Linked DNA regions of Mus musculus: regions 2, 3, 4 and 5 are each linked to region 1. The links are chromatin contacts, called in public promoter capture Hi-C maps. All regions are on one chromosome and are shown on one strand. The core of a region is the stretch at or near the end of the contact, and the rest is flanking DNA. Distances in the headings are between cores, read along the strand shown.

Evidence for each region. Promoter capture Hi-C pulls out the DNA fragments that hold promoters and counts their contacts.
Region 2: a promoter capture Hi-C map of pre-B cells shows a contact between it and region 1, with 5 times the contacts expected there. The contact joins the promoter of B3gntl1 here to the promoter of Tepsin in region 1. A contact is called at or near these places in 1 of 39 promoter capture datasets (pre-B cells) and 1 of 115 datasets of contacts at active chromatin or transcription factors (large pre-B cells).
Region 3: a promoter capture Hi-C map of pre-B cells shows a contact between it and region 1, with 4 times the contacts expected there. The contact joins the promoter of Wdr45b here to the promoter of Tepsin in region 1. A contact is called at or near these places in 2 of 39 promoter capture datasets (erythroid cells and pre-B cells).
Region 4: a contact with region 1 is called in a promoter capture Hi-C map of pre-B cells, with 3 times the contacts expected there. The contact joins the promoter of Foxk2 here to the promoter of Tepsin in region 1. A contact is called at or near these places in 1 of 39 promoter capture datasets (pre-B cells) and 1 of 9 other capture datasets (liver).
Region 5: a contact with region 1 is called in a promoter capture Hi-C map of pre-B cells, with 3 times the contacts expected there. The contact joins the promoter of Cbx8 here to the promoter of Tepsin in region 1. A contact is called at or near these places in 3 of 39 promoter capture datasets (embryonic stem cells, pre-B cells and stem cell-derived epiblast-like cells) and 4 of 115 datasets of contacts at active chromatin or transcription factors (astrocytes, embryonic forebrain, large pre-B cells and 1 more).

The regions. Positions count from the first base shown.
Region 1 is chr11:120,097,250-120,100,081 of GRCm38.p6, reverse strand. It overlaps Tepsin (TEPSIN, adaptor related protein complex 4 accessory protein), which reads left to right and starts at 1,351. Exons shown (of 13, transcript NM_183137.2): 1 at 1,351-1,456; 2 at 2,501-2,573. The coding sequence starts at 1,409. Ndufaf8 (NADH:ubiquinone oxidoreductase complex assembly factor 8) reads right to left here and starts at 1,148. Exons shown (of 3, transcript NM_001110242.1): 1 at 1,017-1,148; 2 at 824-934. The coding sequence starts at 1,100.
Region 2 is chr11:121,671,817-121,674,648 of GRCm38.p6, reverse strand. It overlaps B3gntl1 (UDP-GlcNAc:betaGal beta-1,3-N-acetylglucosaminyltransferase-like 1), which reads left to right and starts at 1,498. Exons shown (of 13, transcript NM_178664.5): 1 at 1,498-1,664. The coding sequence starts at 1,617.
Region 3 is chr11:121,353,018-121,355,849 of GRCm38.p6, reverse strand. It overlaps Wdr45b (WD repeat domain 45B), which reads left to right and starts at 1,403. Exons shown (of 10, transcript NM_025793.3): 1 at 1,403-1,623. The coding sequence starts at 1,557.
Region 4 is chr11:121,258,575-121,261,406 of GRCm38.p6, reverse strand. Foxk2 (forkhead box K2) reads right to left here and starts at 1,420. Exons shown (of 9, transcript NM_001080932.3): 1 at 885-1,420. The coding sequence starts at 1,276.
Region 5 is chr11:119,039,456-119,042,287 of GRCm38.p6, reverse strand. Cbx8 (chromobox 8) reads left to right here and starts at 1,375. Exons shown (of 5, transcript NM_013926.1): 1 at 1,375-1,506; 2 at 1,897-1,940; 3 at 2,129-2,194; 4 at 2,290-2,356; 5 at 2,769-2,832. The coding sequence starts at 1,438.

The DNA of each region.
Region 1 (2,832 bases), core at 102-2,601:
CAACCACGCTAAAGAACTGAGATGCTAGTGTGTCTCGGGGGGTCCCAGCCTGGGCTCACCTACAGAGGACGCCTGGCCCCTGTGACTGAGAGTTTCTGTTATGAGATGGGCAGGGATGGAGGGGGAACCACAGGGGGGTGCCTTTATCTGGTCCAGGCAAAGCAGCAGATGGAGTCACACAATTCTGGTCAGCCACAGAGAGGGTGGCAGGGACAGCAGAAACTCTGAGCATTAGGAGTGTGTTTAGGGTTTCAATGACAGCTGCTGGCCACCAACCACAAGAGTAAAGGCTTGTGTCAAGTTAGAAGGAACAAGAAAAGCGCAACACCTGACGACTGAACAGCCTCTGCCGGGAAACCAAAGGCTGTATGTAGGTGAGGCTGGGCTGTAGTCAACTCAAACACTGCTCCTCATTCCCGCCGAGGCTACTGTGGACCTGCTTCTGATGCAGTGTGTCTGTCACCCTGGGTTCTTAACCACCGACCCTAGCTCTAGTGGAGGGGTCATGGGCAAAAAGGCCAGGATCAAGAACCCAAGCGGCTCTCAGCATCGCTTCCGTGCTGCAGGGAGAACCTGCTGCGGACCTTGCACTTTACTCCTCGGGGACAGGGTGCGTCAGGGGTGCGTGCCTAGCAGGACACTGCCCTGGCATCTAGCAGGAATTGCTGGGAGAAACCAAGTGGAGCTGGGGTCGGTCTCATCGGGTTGCCCATCGGCAAGACGCCAACAGCTAACTGGAGGCCCTGTCCCCTTGTCACTGGAGTTGCTTGGCGGAAAAGAGGACGCCAGACAGAGATGACGTAGCAGGGACACGCCCACCTACCGCGGCGGCGAAGCAGCTCCGCAGGGCCTCGAACTCGCGAACGCAGAGGTCCTTACTCAGGCGGCCTCCTGGGGCGGTGGACGCCTGCACGCACTTGCCATAAGCCGAGGCCTGAGGGAAGACGGGACAGTACAGGGACCTGACCCGAGTCGCCACCCATCCCGCTTCCGCTTCCGCTCCGTTCGCTCCGTACCTCAGCTCCACAGGCCGCCAGATGCTCGGGGAAGGCTCGGAAACGGCTCCGCACACGCCCCCACACCGCTCCGTTCACAGACATGAGCGGTCCTTTTAGGCTCTCGAGGGCGCCGCCATCTTGGGCCCTGCCTCTTCCGGAGTCGAACGCGTGAACATCCGGACTCTCCGCCTATCCTATTTTCTGGTTGGTCAGAGTCACAGTCCTGTGCTTCTGTAATTGGTCGCCGTTCTTGTCCGTCTCTTGCTGAGACTTTGGATTGGCTGAGACGCAGATGTTCCCGCCTTCGTGCCCGCCCCTTGCGAGCGATTGGTCGGGGGAGCGAGAGGAGCGCGACGATTGGAGGATCGAAGCCTGGCGGAAGCGGGGCAGTTTGGGAGGTTACCTGGACCATGGCAGCTGTGCCGCCCCTGCGGGACCGCTTGAGCTTCTTGCATAGGGTGAGTGAAACTCGCCGGGTGTGCTGACCTCCGGCGCCCGGGAACCTCGCTAGATTAGCGGGGACAGACACTGTCCAGCAGCTGCCGAGAATGAGTGTGCCTGCCGTGATAGCAGAAGGTTAACCCCAAGGGCGGCGGGCGATCTCCAGCGGGGCCCATCGGCTCTCCCCAGGCTTCATTTCAGAAGATCCTGGAAGCTCGTACATCTCTGGGGGACAGGGGGCATCTGGAAGGCCATAGCCACGGGGTGGCGAGAGCGGAGCCTGCTGCCAGCTGTTGACTGCAATAAATTGATTGCCTTGAGCTTTCTGACTGGATCTTGAGGGCACTGAGTGGCCCCAGGGACCCTTCTTAGGCTTTTAAGAGTCCCTGCTACAAGAGATCAGATCACTCAAGTCTGGGACAAGATCTGAAGTACTGAACTGTGCAGCTCCCTCCCTACAGATCCCCTTGAAGGCACTGTAGACAAATAGCACGGTGAAGACATACTTGTCTTAAATGTTCCTAAACCTCGCCCTCTCATCCAGATACTGATGGATGAGATGAGGTGTTCCCAGATTTCAACCAAGTAAACACCATAGGCTTGCAGGGACACGCAAGGAAGTAAGTAAGCAAGCACAACCAAGCTGATTCATGACTCAATAAGATGGAAGTTTGCTATCTTCAAGGAACCTTAAAGTCCCCAAGCTGAGCGGTTCTCACTCTTTGGGTCTGTACCCAGTAGTCTCACCCATCCAATGCACAGAAAGCCCTGAGATTCTTTCTGTTGCTGTTACTTAGTGTAGGAGGCAGGGGCTGAACCTCATCTTGACCTCGTTAGAGAACCTTTGTTGATTTTCCTCTTTCCCGGGTCACTCCTCCATGCCAGAGCAGAGCCTGTTTGCAGCTCTGCTTTGTGGCCCTTAGGGTGACTGTGGCCCTGCCCAGACTCTCTCCTGGGCAGTTTTAGCCCCAGTCAGCATGAGGCTTGCTTCCATTCCCTTCAGTGGCTGGGACCTACCCTGTCTAAGATGGCAGCTCACCATGGCCCTCATTCCCCTACAGCTCCCCATCCTGTTGAAGGGGACCTCAGATGATAGCATCCCATGTCCAGGCTACCTGTTTGAAGAGATCGCCAGTATCCTTCTGCACTGTTCCCATTGGTGGGTTTAGTGTTTAGTACGGAGGGGATCCTGACATAGCAGGAAGGGATACTGCATCAGGGTGGGGTTTTCTGCTATTCCAGGAGCACTGACAACTTCTTTTTTTGGATTTTCGAGACAGGGTTTCTCTGTGTAGCCCTGGCTGTCCTGGAACTCACTTTGTAGACCAGGCTGGCCTCGAACTCAGAAATCTGCCTGCCTCTGCCTCCCAAGTGCTGGGATTAAAGGCGTGTG
Region 2 (2,832 bases), core at 249-2,748, 1.6 Mb before region 1:
CTGTAATTCCAGTTTCAGAGGATCTGGCACTCTCTTCTGACCTTCATGGGCACCAGGGAGGCATGTGGCACACACGCATACATGCAGGCAAAACACTCACATACATAAAATAAATTAACCAAGATTTTGAAAAGCACTGCAGTCTAAAGCTTTGCTGAGAGCTCTTGCTATTTTTAAATTACATTTTATTTTGCGCATGTGTTGGGGGTGTGTGGGGTTGTGCACCATACCCTATATGTTCGGAGGTCAGAGGATAACTTGTGGGAGTAGGTTCTCTCCTTGATACCACATGGGTCCCAGGGCTCAAAGTCGGGTTCTAAGGCTTGGCAGCAACTGTCTTTATCCGTTGAGCCATCTCTTCCACCCATCTCCTGCTATTTTTAAGTGTGGAAACTCTTGAGGGCTGCTTGGTGCCAAGGCCAGTGGGTGACCTCAGTGTCACCCCTCACAAATGGAGGGTGTGGATGACCAAAATATGCCATCTTAAAATATATTTCTAGTTGTAGGATGACCATTTGGAGAAACTGCAGACACAAGCATTAAGTTAGAAAAGCACTAACGAAACAAAATGTACATGGGTTATCTACATTAAGTAATCAGGTGTTTTATCAATATCTGGGTTCCACGCAGCTCAGAGGTTGTCACCCGTCCTTTGGAAGTAATTTAGTGAAACCTTTTGGTTCTGTGGGATGCCTAACTTTGGGACTCCCACAGTTCATAGAACACTTCCTTCCCCAGTATCCCCCGGGACAATGAATCTCTGTGTAGCATAGGAACTCAACTATCTGGCGTTGACCAAGCGTCATGTGTCCTAATGCAGGCCACACGAGGGCCTTGGGTCCATGAGAACTATCTACCTTTGGCTCACTCCAGACAGACCCAGTCCAGACCCAGAACCTTCCTCCAGGAGGGGGTCCTTCCTCCTTGTCTGGAGCAGTCAGACCAAACAAGATTCTGATGAAATGTCGCCTGCTTTAAGCTTACTGGCATTTTCCTTTTTAAAGTTACATAGGCCCAACCTGCGGTGGGATTTTTAAGTAACCACCTACTTGCACAGGGTGGCGTCCCCCCACAAGTTCCCCCCGTTCTTAAGTTTTTTTATAACGTTAGTTTGGCTGCGGACTTCAGTTTGCGATTATTTCCGTCAGGTGGGGCAGGAGGACTTCCGCAGGCCAAGAAGCCACAGAGGCAAGTGAGAAGGACGAAGGCGCAAAGCCAGGGGCGCCCACGGACTCCGGAAGCCCAACCCTTTGCTCGGCCAGGCCCCGCCCACACACTCAGCTCTGGCCACCCCGGAACCCCTCGCCCGAGCTGCTCCCGCCGAGAACGGCGGCTCGCCCCTCCCGCTCCACCATCCAGAGAACACCGACGGGCCGCCTCCCTGAGCATTCTGCTCGAAGGACCGCCTTCCCTTACTGACTGACGTGTCTCTACACCAATAGAACGTGGCTGTTCCCCTAACAGCCCTCCCATACCCGTAAGTCCCTAGCGAGCCACGTGGCTCTGCACCAATCGGAAGCGGTCCAGTCTGTGCATCGCCTCCTGGAGCTTGCTGTGCATGCGTTGGCCTCCTAGGCAGGACTGCGATTGCAGGAAAAGGGCAGTGGAGCCGCGCGATGGAGGTCTCCGAGAACGCCACAACGCGCGGCTCGCTGGCCCTAGTGGTAGGTATGGCCGGGTGAGACGCGGTCCCGCCCTCTTGTGCCTTCTTCTGTTGCTGTTTCTCCCTCCACGGTAGTCATCTTGTCTCCGGCTCGCAGCCGCTGTACGCTGCCACGGGTTCGGGAACCTCAGCTTGGAGGGTTCCCACCATTCCGTTTCGAGGTAGACATGTGTCCGAGCTCATACCGTACACTAACCTGCACACCTACTAGCGCCCCTCCCGCCATATCCCTGCTCGCCAGCATGCCACACCTATCTTAATACCTAGCAGGTGGGTTAGATGTCTCAGGCCAGGGTGCATTAAGTGTGGTTCACAGGCATTGCGCCAAGTGATTGTATTTTTCATGCCAGTCTTATTGAAATTGGAAACCGGTAAATCAAGGCCTTTGTCAGAAATTTATATCTTTTTTTTTAAAGTTGTGAGGTCTGTAGCTCTGGCTGGCCTGCAGCACATACAGCTGAGGATAACCTTGAAACCCTCCAGCGTCCGAGCCACACTTACTGATAACAAATATGAGTCATAACACCCCTTTTCAGTTAAAATCTTGTAGGTCTTGAGAAAATTAAGAAAGTTCTTTCCTTTACAAAGTAAGTCCAGAGGACTGGGGTGTAACTCTGACATGCATGTGAAACACCCTGGGTTCAATCCCCAATAGCTCAAATAAATAACAAATAAAAAGCCTTTAAGCAACATGTTTTCAGAATAAACACAAACAGGATAGAATGCCACTTTGGGATCATCAGCTCCTCAAAGAGCGCTTCATTTGTAAAGGACGGTGTCTTCAACACTCCTTTATAAGATTCTTATAACCGTGTTCAGATTCAGTAATTTAAAGTACACTATACATAGATGGCCTCTACAGTGATTTATGTAGATATTGCCTATATTATATGTAGACCTTGTCTGTAGAGATTATATAGCCTTTGTGTTATATATAGCTTTGTAACATGTACATATATGTATGTATATGTTCACATCTACCTAGCCTATTGGTTTTCCTGCTCAGAAACATGTCCAGTTTTATTTTTTCACATTAATTCAGGGTGGGGGGGTGAGGCCAACTGTTAATTTCTTGGCTGTTCTTTACTACTTACTATATCATATAAAATTGAGGCAGTTCCTGGTTCCTTTGGTTATCAGGTTTCAGTGATTTTATTCCATACTACTTT
Region 3 (2,832 bases), core at 154-2,653, 1.3 Mb before region 1:
AGACCTTGTCTCAACAAGATAAAGTGGAAGTACTGAAAGAAACACGCTCTCATGTGGCTCCTGGTAAGTGTCAGAGGTTTGTTAGAGCTGTGGCCAGACATTTCCCTAGAGATGAAGCCCTTGTCACTCCTTGCCAACAAAAAAACAAAAACCAAAAACCAAAACAAAGCCACCACAACATTCTGGCGTTATAAAGGCTCAAGTATAGGTCTCTCTTCTGGTCCTGCTGCTTAGGAAGCTAGACCCTATGAGAGATTAAACAACAGGAAAACTGAAATAAGATAAAGCTTGGATACCCTAAGTTTTTATTAGTGATTTACAATGTCTTAACATTTTTTGAGTCTCCAGATACATAATAACAATGTCCTTAGAGAAGCAGGAGTGTAGCCATCTGAGCCACTGAAGGCCTGAAGCTGGGGTCATCCAGCCCTGTGGAGATGAGGTGAATAGATATCCAGAGAGGCAGGTGAGTGTGTAAGCCAGTGAAACCCGAAGGAACAAGGCCTCCTTGACAGTGGCCAACTATCAAGACATCCTGCCAGGACCTTCACAGCCACCTTATTGTTGTGCAAATGTTCTCACAGATGGTGAGACCGTTTAGGGCTTGAACATTCATGCCTCAGCTGCCCTTTCTTAGGTTCATAACTAGAGAGATGAAAGGACAGTCCCTGAAGTGGTTTCCCCTCCCCTCTTCAGTGCTGATGGGATGAATGGTGGGCTGTGTGGGACTAGGGTCCTTCTGCTTAAGCTTCTTGAATCCTAAGACGCTACAAGTCTTCATTTGGGGGAAAGGATGGTAAACAGGTAAGGGGAGAAGCCAGTGAGGAGAGAGGGAACCAGAGAATGAATTGTAGTAGAGAGGAGAAAGCACCAGCTTCCAGAGCCATCCCAGACCCCTGTAAACAGAGCACCCCAAACAACAGTCGCGAGGTCTGGGGATCTTTTCTGTGAGGTTATGTCCTATTATGTCTCTTTGGAAATTTGTGTCTGTGAGAGGACGTGTCAGATGGTTGGGAAAGCTCGGGAAGAAATAGGGGATAGTCTGTCTGTGTTTGTCTCTCGGGGAAAATGCAGGTACCATTACACGAAGGCTGCTTCTGGTCGAACACGATGTGTATCGTGGGAACGCGGTGAGGGTTTCAGGAGACTGTGTTGTGGGCAGGAGCGTTGGCGCAGTCTCTTCTCTGCCCTGTCCTTGGTCCCATCAGTCCTGCCCTGCTTGTGTGAGTGCGGGGCACCCAGCTCTCTCCGCAGCTTCCCCTCGGCTGCGTCCTGCCCCGCCCCTTATGGACGCGCCCGGCGAGCCCTCGCCACCTACTTCCCGCCACCTACTTCCCTGCAGTGGACGCGTCTGTCCCTCGGCGCTTGCTGGTTGCGCGCACGCGCGCCCACAGATCCGCGCGCACTGATGACGCAGCACTGACGACACACGCACGACGCAAGTCCCCAGGACCCTGGCTTCCGGCCGCGGCGGCCCTAGCGCCGCGCGACCGGAGAGATCGCCTGGTTGCGAGCGGTATGCGGTGCTGAGGAGCCACAGTCCCTACGACGGCGCCATGAACCTCCTGCCGTGTAACCCTCACGGCAACGGGCTGCTGTACGCCGGCTTCAACCAGGACCACGGTGAGACCCCGGGCCCAGCTCCGTGGTAACACCCCAGCCCTTCCGGGAGACCCCGACCCAACGCTACCGCGACCGCAGGGCCCCGGAGCTGTCGCGAGCGTCCCCCGGACCCTAACCGGAGACTCGGTCGCGCCCTGAGAGCTCAGACTCTGGCGGCTCTTTCAGGAAATCTCCGAACCGCTCTGTAGGGAGGACCCCCCCCCCCCGCGGTCCTTTCCAGCCCGGGCACCCATAGCGGGGAGAAACACCCACCCCACCCCACCCCTCCGCGCGCTGCCGCCGCCCGGGTCGGCGGGCAGTGCCACTTTTTTACCGGGTACCTAAGAACCCGCAGGCTTACTGCTGGGCGTCAGGGTCTCCAGCGCTTACGTTGCCAGCGGGTGGCGTAGCGGGACCTGCCCGTCGCGGGGCGGCAGTTTGTCGTGGTTCTTGCGGCTGGCACCTTCGTGGAGTGTAGGTTCTTCGCCTTGATGTCTTAGCTGTACGCCTCTCCCTCCCCTCTGGTATTTTCTTCTGTTCTGTAGGATGAAAGGACTTACATGATTTGCGTTCCCGTGACTGCCTCTTGCCTCTTGAGTTTGGGGTCTTGGAGAAGGTATTCTTGCTTCCAAGATAATGGGCGGGAACCCCTCTTAGTGGGGATTATATCCCCGAGACGCTTTTTCTGCGTAACCCTCACTGTCCTGGAACTCACTCTGTTGACCCTGTCTCTGCCTCCCGGGGTGCTGAGATTAAAGGAGTGTGCCACTATGTCAGCTAACTTCCCTTTTCTAAATCTCCTCAAGGGAAAAGGGTAAAGGCTGATACTCTGGGCTTCTAAGAGTTATAACATCTTAGCTTTCCGTATGTAAAATTTCGAGGTGCTGTAGCAAATGTATGACTTACTGTCTTGGAAAGTGAACTTAACTTGATTTTTGTTATTGTTGGGACTGGATCTTGCTCTCCTGTTCAAGCTTATCTTAAGCTGTGCTCCAGGAATCTTCCCTTCACAGTCCCTGGAGCAAGTGGGATTGCATGCTCACTCTATTGCCCCTGGCTAAGAAGATGAGTTTTTTTGATTTTTATGTTTATTTTTATTTTTGAGACAATTGGCACTGTGTATCTCTGGCTGTCCTGGAACTCCCTAAACCTCCTTAAAAATGTTCACCACCTGGCTGTTTTTATTTTTGAGGTGGGGATCTTACTATTACAGACTATAGTTAGGTAGTG
Region 4 (2,832 bases), core at 171-2,670, 1.2 Mb before region 1:
CACTCCACCTGGCTAAAAATGCTTTTTAAAGATTACTTGGTTGAAATTAGTATCCAGTTTTCCCAGATTTCTAAGGTTCTGGACAGACAGGCTTCTAATCCTTCATGTTTGGGAGTTTTCAGTTTTTAGGCTACAAAAACACTGGGGAAAGAGAATTGTTAGGCTTAAGACGCTACCTCCAAAATATCTTGCTACTGAAACGTGAATTTAAAAAAAAAAAAAAAAAAAAAAAAAAGGTACCAGGTATCTACCCTTCATTTTAGATAGTTCTCCACCACACACATCTTAGCATCTCCCTTGGGTGCCTCCTCCCTGATGGTTAGGCACAGAGCACCCATAAAACTTCCACCCACCAACGCTGGTGATGATGGCAGGGAGGGCTGAGGGTTGATGGCAGAAATGATGGTCTGTGTTCTGAGAGTCCCATGTCAGACTGGACAAAGGGCCGTGGGTTAGAATACCAGTGCAGGGGACCTGGCAGTAGGAGGGCAGACAGGAGTGGGCCAGCATGTTAAATACTCCGGGTGGAGCGCTGGGGGGCTGTGATCCCAGTGATGGTCGTGGGCATTAAACTAGGGTAGGTCAGAATCAGTCAGGTCTTGGTTATGGGCAGTGAATGGGTCCTGGTGGTGAGTCTAGCCTTCCTTGCTCCCGGATAGCGGATCAGGATCCCTCCCTGATGGGGACCAGGTCTTGTCCAGGGTCTGACCCTGCTCATGGGTAGCTGACGTGGGTCTTCTGCGTCCTGCCTGATGATGGGCAGTGGGTCTGAGTGCGGGTCCCGCCCCTCCCCGGGGGTGGCTGCTGTGGGTCAGGGTCCCTCCCTGCTCTTGGGTAGCCACCGTGGGTCAGGTCCAGGACACTGCCCCCCTCCCGCCACTCACACGCGCGGCAGCTGCAGCGGCGGCGCCCCCCGCCGCTGGAACACCCCGTCCACGAACACGCCGTTCTTGCCGAGACAGCGCAGGTAGAAGTCGCCGCCCGCGTCCGGCCGGGGCTGCGCGGGTTCCGGGGCGGCCGCGCTATGGCCGCCGCCCGGGGGCGTGAAGATCTCCAGGTGGCGCCGCGAGATGAAGCTCGAGTGGCCCATGCTCACATCTACCGAGCCCTGCGATGAGTTGCGGCCGATGGTCACCGACCGCTTCTTCATGAGGTACTCGAACTCGCGGCCTTCGAGCCGCGCCACGGCCCAGCCGCCCGGCGGGGATCCGCCGCCCCCGGCCCCGCCGCCCGCGGGAGGGGCGCCCGCGCCCGAGAGCGCCGCCGCGGCCGCCATCGCCTGCGAGGCCTGGCCGATCCGCGCGGGCGCCCTAGCGGGCCGAGGCCCGGGCGCGGTCGTGGGCCGCGCGAGCCGAGCACGGTCGCGGAGACCGCCGGCCGGCGAGGAGAGCTGCGAGGGCGGGAGCTCGCACGGCCGCGCGCCGGCCCTACGACGGACGGGCACGCCGACCAATGGGCGCGGCGCACGCAGTGGGGCTACCGAGGCCGGCCAATGGGGAGCCGCGCCGCCGAGCGCCCGCACGTCCGGCGTCGTCGCGCGACGCAGGTTGGCCGCGGCGGCGCGGAAAACCCGGGGCGGAGTGAGGAGTTGGCGTGGGGCCGCGCGCGTTCGCGGACTGAGCGGGGGTCCAAGGTCACGACGGGCGCGAGTGCGCCCCGGGAGCCGCTGGCCCCTCTCACACTCCGCCCTAGGTTGCGTAGAGTCAGGCGCGCTGCTCGGGAACCTGCCGCATCGACCCGTATGTCACAGGGATGTGACAGAAATTACCCCAGTATGCATAGAGTTCTGCACTCAGTAATTCATACCAAGGACTGCAAATCTGAGCTTTATTCCAATCTGTGTATGTGTGATAGAGAGATCCCATCTCTCCCATTAAAAAAGAAACCACAACGCGGGCCCGTGGGAGGAGCAGAGCTATGCAGATCGAGCAGGCTGTGAGGGGCTCCAGAAGCCGGTGCCAACATAGAGGTGAAGCTGAGACCCCTAGTTTCTTCCCCAGGAACGAAGGGCAGTGGATGCACCTGCTTTAGCTCTGGTAAGAGAGGCACGTGGTCATAAAGAACGTCACACCAATATGGTGGCCCCTGGGTGCAGGCGATGGGACGCAGTGTTCTCTCACTGATGCACAAAAGGAGTTCATTCAGGTCAGGGAGAGTGGAAAGGTTGAGAGTCTGGACTTAAGCTGCATAGGATAAAGTGGACATTCTAGCCAAGAGCTTCTAAACAGAGGCCCCAGACTAGAGGCATGGGAACATTTTGCGTTCTAATTCATTCTATGTCTAAACTTGCAATACATTTAATGGGAAACAGTCTTTATAACATTTACATATCTTATTTGACATATGTGTCTGTAATTACGGGATAAATTCCTAAGGGTTCAAAATGCTTTGTACTATAAATATGGCAAAGAGCCATTTCATTAAATATTAATTTGAGGCATTGTAGGTGATGTACAGAAAACTATGGAAATGATAACTAGGTGAGTATCTAGACAAACACAGTTCAAGGACAAAGGGTGTCAAGAACAAGAAATGCCCTCCCATTACTGTTGACACCGTTGTGTTGTCCTGCGCACTGCCTAGGGCAGGTTTGAGGCTCTGCCATGTGACTCTAGCATCTATCTATAACATGGCTAGATCTAACTTTTTACACCTAGCTATCCAGGTATGTAAAGTAAGCATACAAATCCAACACTTATGTTGCTTTGTTTGGCTTTTGTGGCTGGTTTTGGTGTTTTCTGTGGGGAGGGAAAGACGATCAGTCATATATAACCCTGGCTGGCCTGGAGCTTACTATATAGGCCAAGATCACCTCGAACTCATAGAGAGCCA
Region 5 (2,832 bases), core at 126-2,625, 1.1 Mb after region 1:
CACGAGGGGAGGAAAGAGAGCCTAGGAGCAAAAGGTCATTGAGTGTACTCAGGTGTGTAAAAGGGACTGAGGCATCTCTGCGCGACCCTCGTCCCCTACCTGGGACTTGCCATCTTCGCGTCGGGGGTGGGGGTGGGGGTGTCTCTTCCAGGCCGCACTAGATACCGCCACACCCCTCAAAGTCCATACTGATGTTTGTCGGGAATCCCCCGCTTACGCTTACGTCGTCTAGAAGAGCCCGAGACAGAAAGTGCACTAGCTCTGCACCCAGGTCTGGAGCAGAGCCGCGGCGCCTCCAGAGCTAGCCAGGCTCTAGGCTCTGCCTCGATGGTCATAGGCTCCTTAAACCCACCCAGGCCGGGACAGATGTGGTCAGGGTTGACTTCTCTCAGGACTGAGGAGTGGATTGGACGGAAACTGCAGGCTGGGTCAGGAATAGAGGCTGGGGCAGGGCAGCTGAGACTTGGGGACAATGAGGGTGGGAAGAGGAGGCTCGCGACCCCTCCTGCAGGGTCTCGCTTCAGGATGGATTCAGGCGGTAAACACTGGCTTGTGCCAGTCTGCTTTGGGCTTCTGAGCCCGGAGAAGCGCCCACGCCAGCTCGCAGGACCCGGAGGGTGGACGCGGGCAGCGCTATGCGACTGGAGACCAAGAGCAGGCTCATTGATTTGTTAGCTGGATGGGACTGGTGAAGAAGGGAGGAGGGGGCGTTGCCATGGAGACCCAGGGTGCGCGGCCGCAAGGGAGGGGTCAGGGAATTAGTAGGTTCGGCGCAAGCGACGTAGGTCCGGGGGTTCGGGCGCGGCTCGATGCGCCCCAGCACCTGTGCATTGTGCATCAACGGCGGCTGGCGACCAGGATGGCGCCAGCTAGGGCATGGGCAGGTGGGGAGGGCCTGGGTCTGCAGAGGGGCAGCGCCTGGCTGGCACCTACGCAGGGAGCCCTAATAGCTCGGCGGGGCAAGCCACGCACCCGGGGAAACGCTGGGCAATCAGGCAGGGGGGCCAGGGGCGGGAGCCTAGGGCAGCGGCCCCCCTGTCCAGCCGTGCAGACTGACAGCAGCCGGGCCCGCCCCGCTTGGCGTCACTTCCGCTGACGGCTCGCTCCCCCTCCCTCTGGGTCTCTGGAGTGGACAGAGACCCCGCCTCCTGGCTATTGGAACGCGGGTCACGTAGCAACGCAGGGGAGACGGGGAGAGGGGCGTGGCCGGGCGCTAGTCCAATCAGCGCCCGCAGAACGGGCCCAGGACGCTTGGCTTTAGCAACGTCGTTAGCAACACGTGGGGCGGGAGGAAGCGCTGGGAGGGGGTGGAGGGAGGGAGAGTGCGCGGGGGAGGGAGGAGAACTGACGTCAGCGGGAGAGTATTATGGGCTGTCGAGGGCTGGCTGCTGCTTTTCTGCTCCTGGAAGCGGCTGAGGGGGGAAGCGGCGAGTCAACATGGAGCTCTCGGCGGTGGGGGAGCGGGTGTTCGCGGCCGAAGCCCTCCTGAAGCGGCGCATTCGCAAAGTAGGTGAAGGGGAAGGCGGGCGGCGACGCGAACTCTCCCTCACCAGGGCCCAGGCTCCCTCCCCTTGCTGCAGCCCAGCCTCCCTTCCCCCAGGTCCCAGCAGCGGCCGCGGCCGTGGCGGCGGCGGCGGCGGCTCAGCCCCAGCGCTCTCCTTAGACTTGCAGCCCTGCACAGATTGCATGGATGGGGGGTGGGGTGGGGGATGAATGCCGGTGCATGCACTTTGTGCAGCGTTTCTGCAGGGGTGCTGCAGTGGACTGGTTCCTTTGGCGGTAGTGTTTGGAGCATTCATTTGGTGCATGCATTTTCGTGTGTATTTCTTGTGTCCTCGTCATGCATTTCTCCCCACGCACACACATACACAAGCATTTTCCCTTTTGCATCTGCAGGGACGCATGGAATATCTCGTGAAATGGAAGGGCTGGTCGCAGAAGTAAGTAGGTTATATGCAATCGCTACCCCACACTGATATCGAGGAGGGTTCTTTCTTCCTCTTTTCCCCTTCACATTGAAATACAACACAAGGCAGCCGGAAAAGTTGCACACACATACACGCCCTCCACTCTGTCCTCTCTCTCCTGCTCCAGGGACTGATGCTCCATTCTTCCTGGTTTCCTTTAGGTACAGCACGTGGGAGCCCGAAGAAAATATTCTGGATGCTCGCCTCCTTGCAGCCTTTGAGGAAAGGTACAGACCCTTAGCCTAGCCACTCACTAGAACCCATACACGCTGACTTCGGTGCAGCCAGGACACACCCCCTTCTCTCTCTTTTCTTTCTTTAGGGAACGGGAGATGGAGCTCTATGGCCCCAAAAAGCGAGGACCCAAGCCTAAAACCTTCCTTCTCAAGGTATGTTGCGATCTCCAGAGGTGGAGTGTGCCGTTCAGGGAGGATCTGCAGGGCTTGTAAATCAATGGGTGCCCTTGCCTTGTGTGTATTTGTAATCTGGACTTCTGTCAGAGGCCCCATCACGGAGTTCTAGAGGCAGGACTTAGCTGCACCAGAAGGCCTTCATTCCCACCCCCCCTCCAGCCATCCCAAGTAGACCTCTGTTACACAAGGAGTCTGTTGGTTGCAAATGGCTTCTTCCAGACAAACCCTCATTCCCCTCCCCCAGACTATTACTAAGAGCCCACCTCCCCACTCAATTAGAATTTCCCAGGCATCCAGGGAAAGTTGGGCAGTCAAGGCTAGAGGTCGTGGGGGGGTGGGGTGGGCGGGGGCGGGGCTTTTTTCTCCTCACAACAACTTCCTTCTGCAGGCCCAGGCCAAGGCAAAGGCCAAAACCTATGAATTCAGAAGTGACTCTACCAGAGGCATCCGGA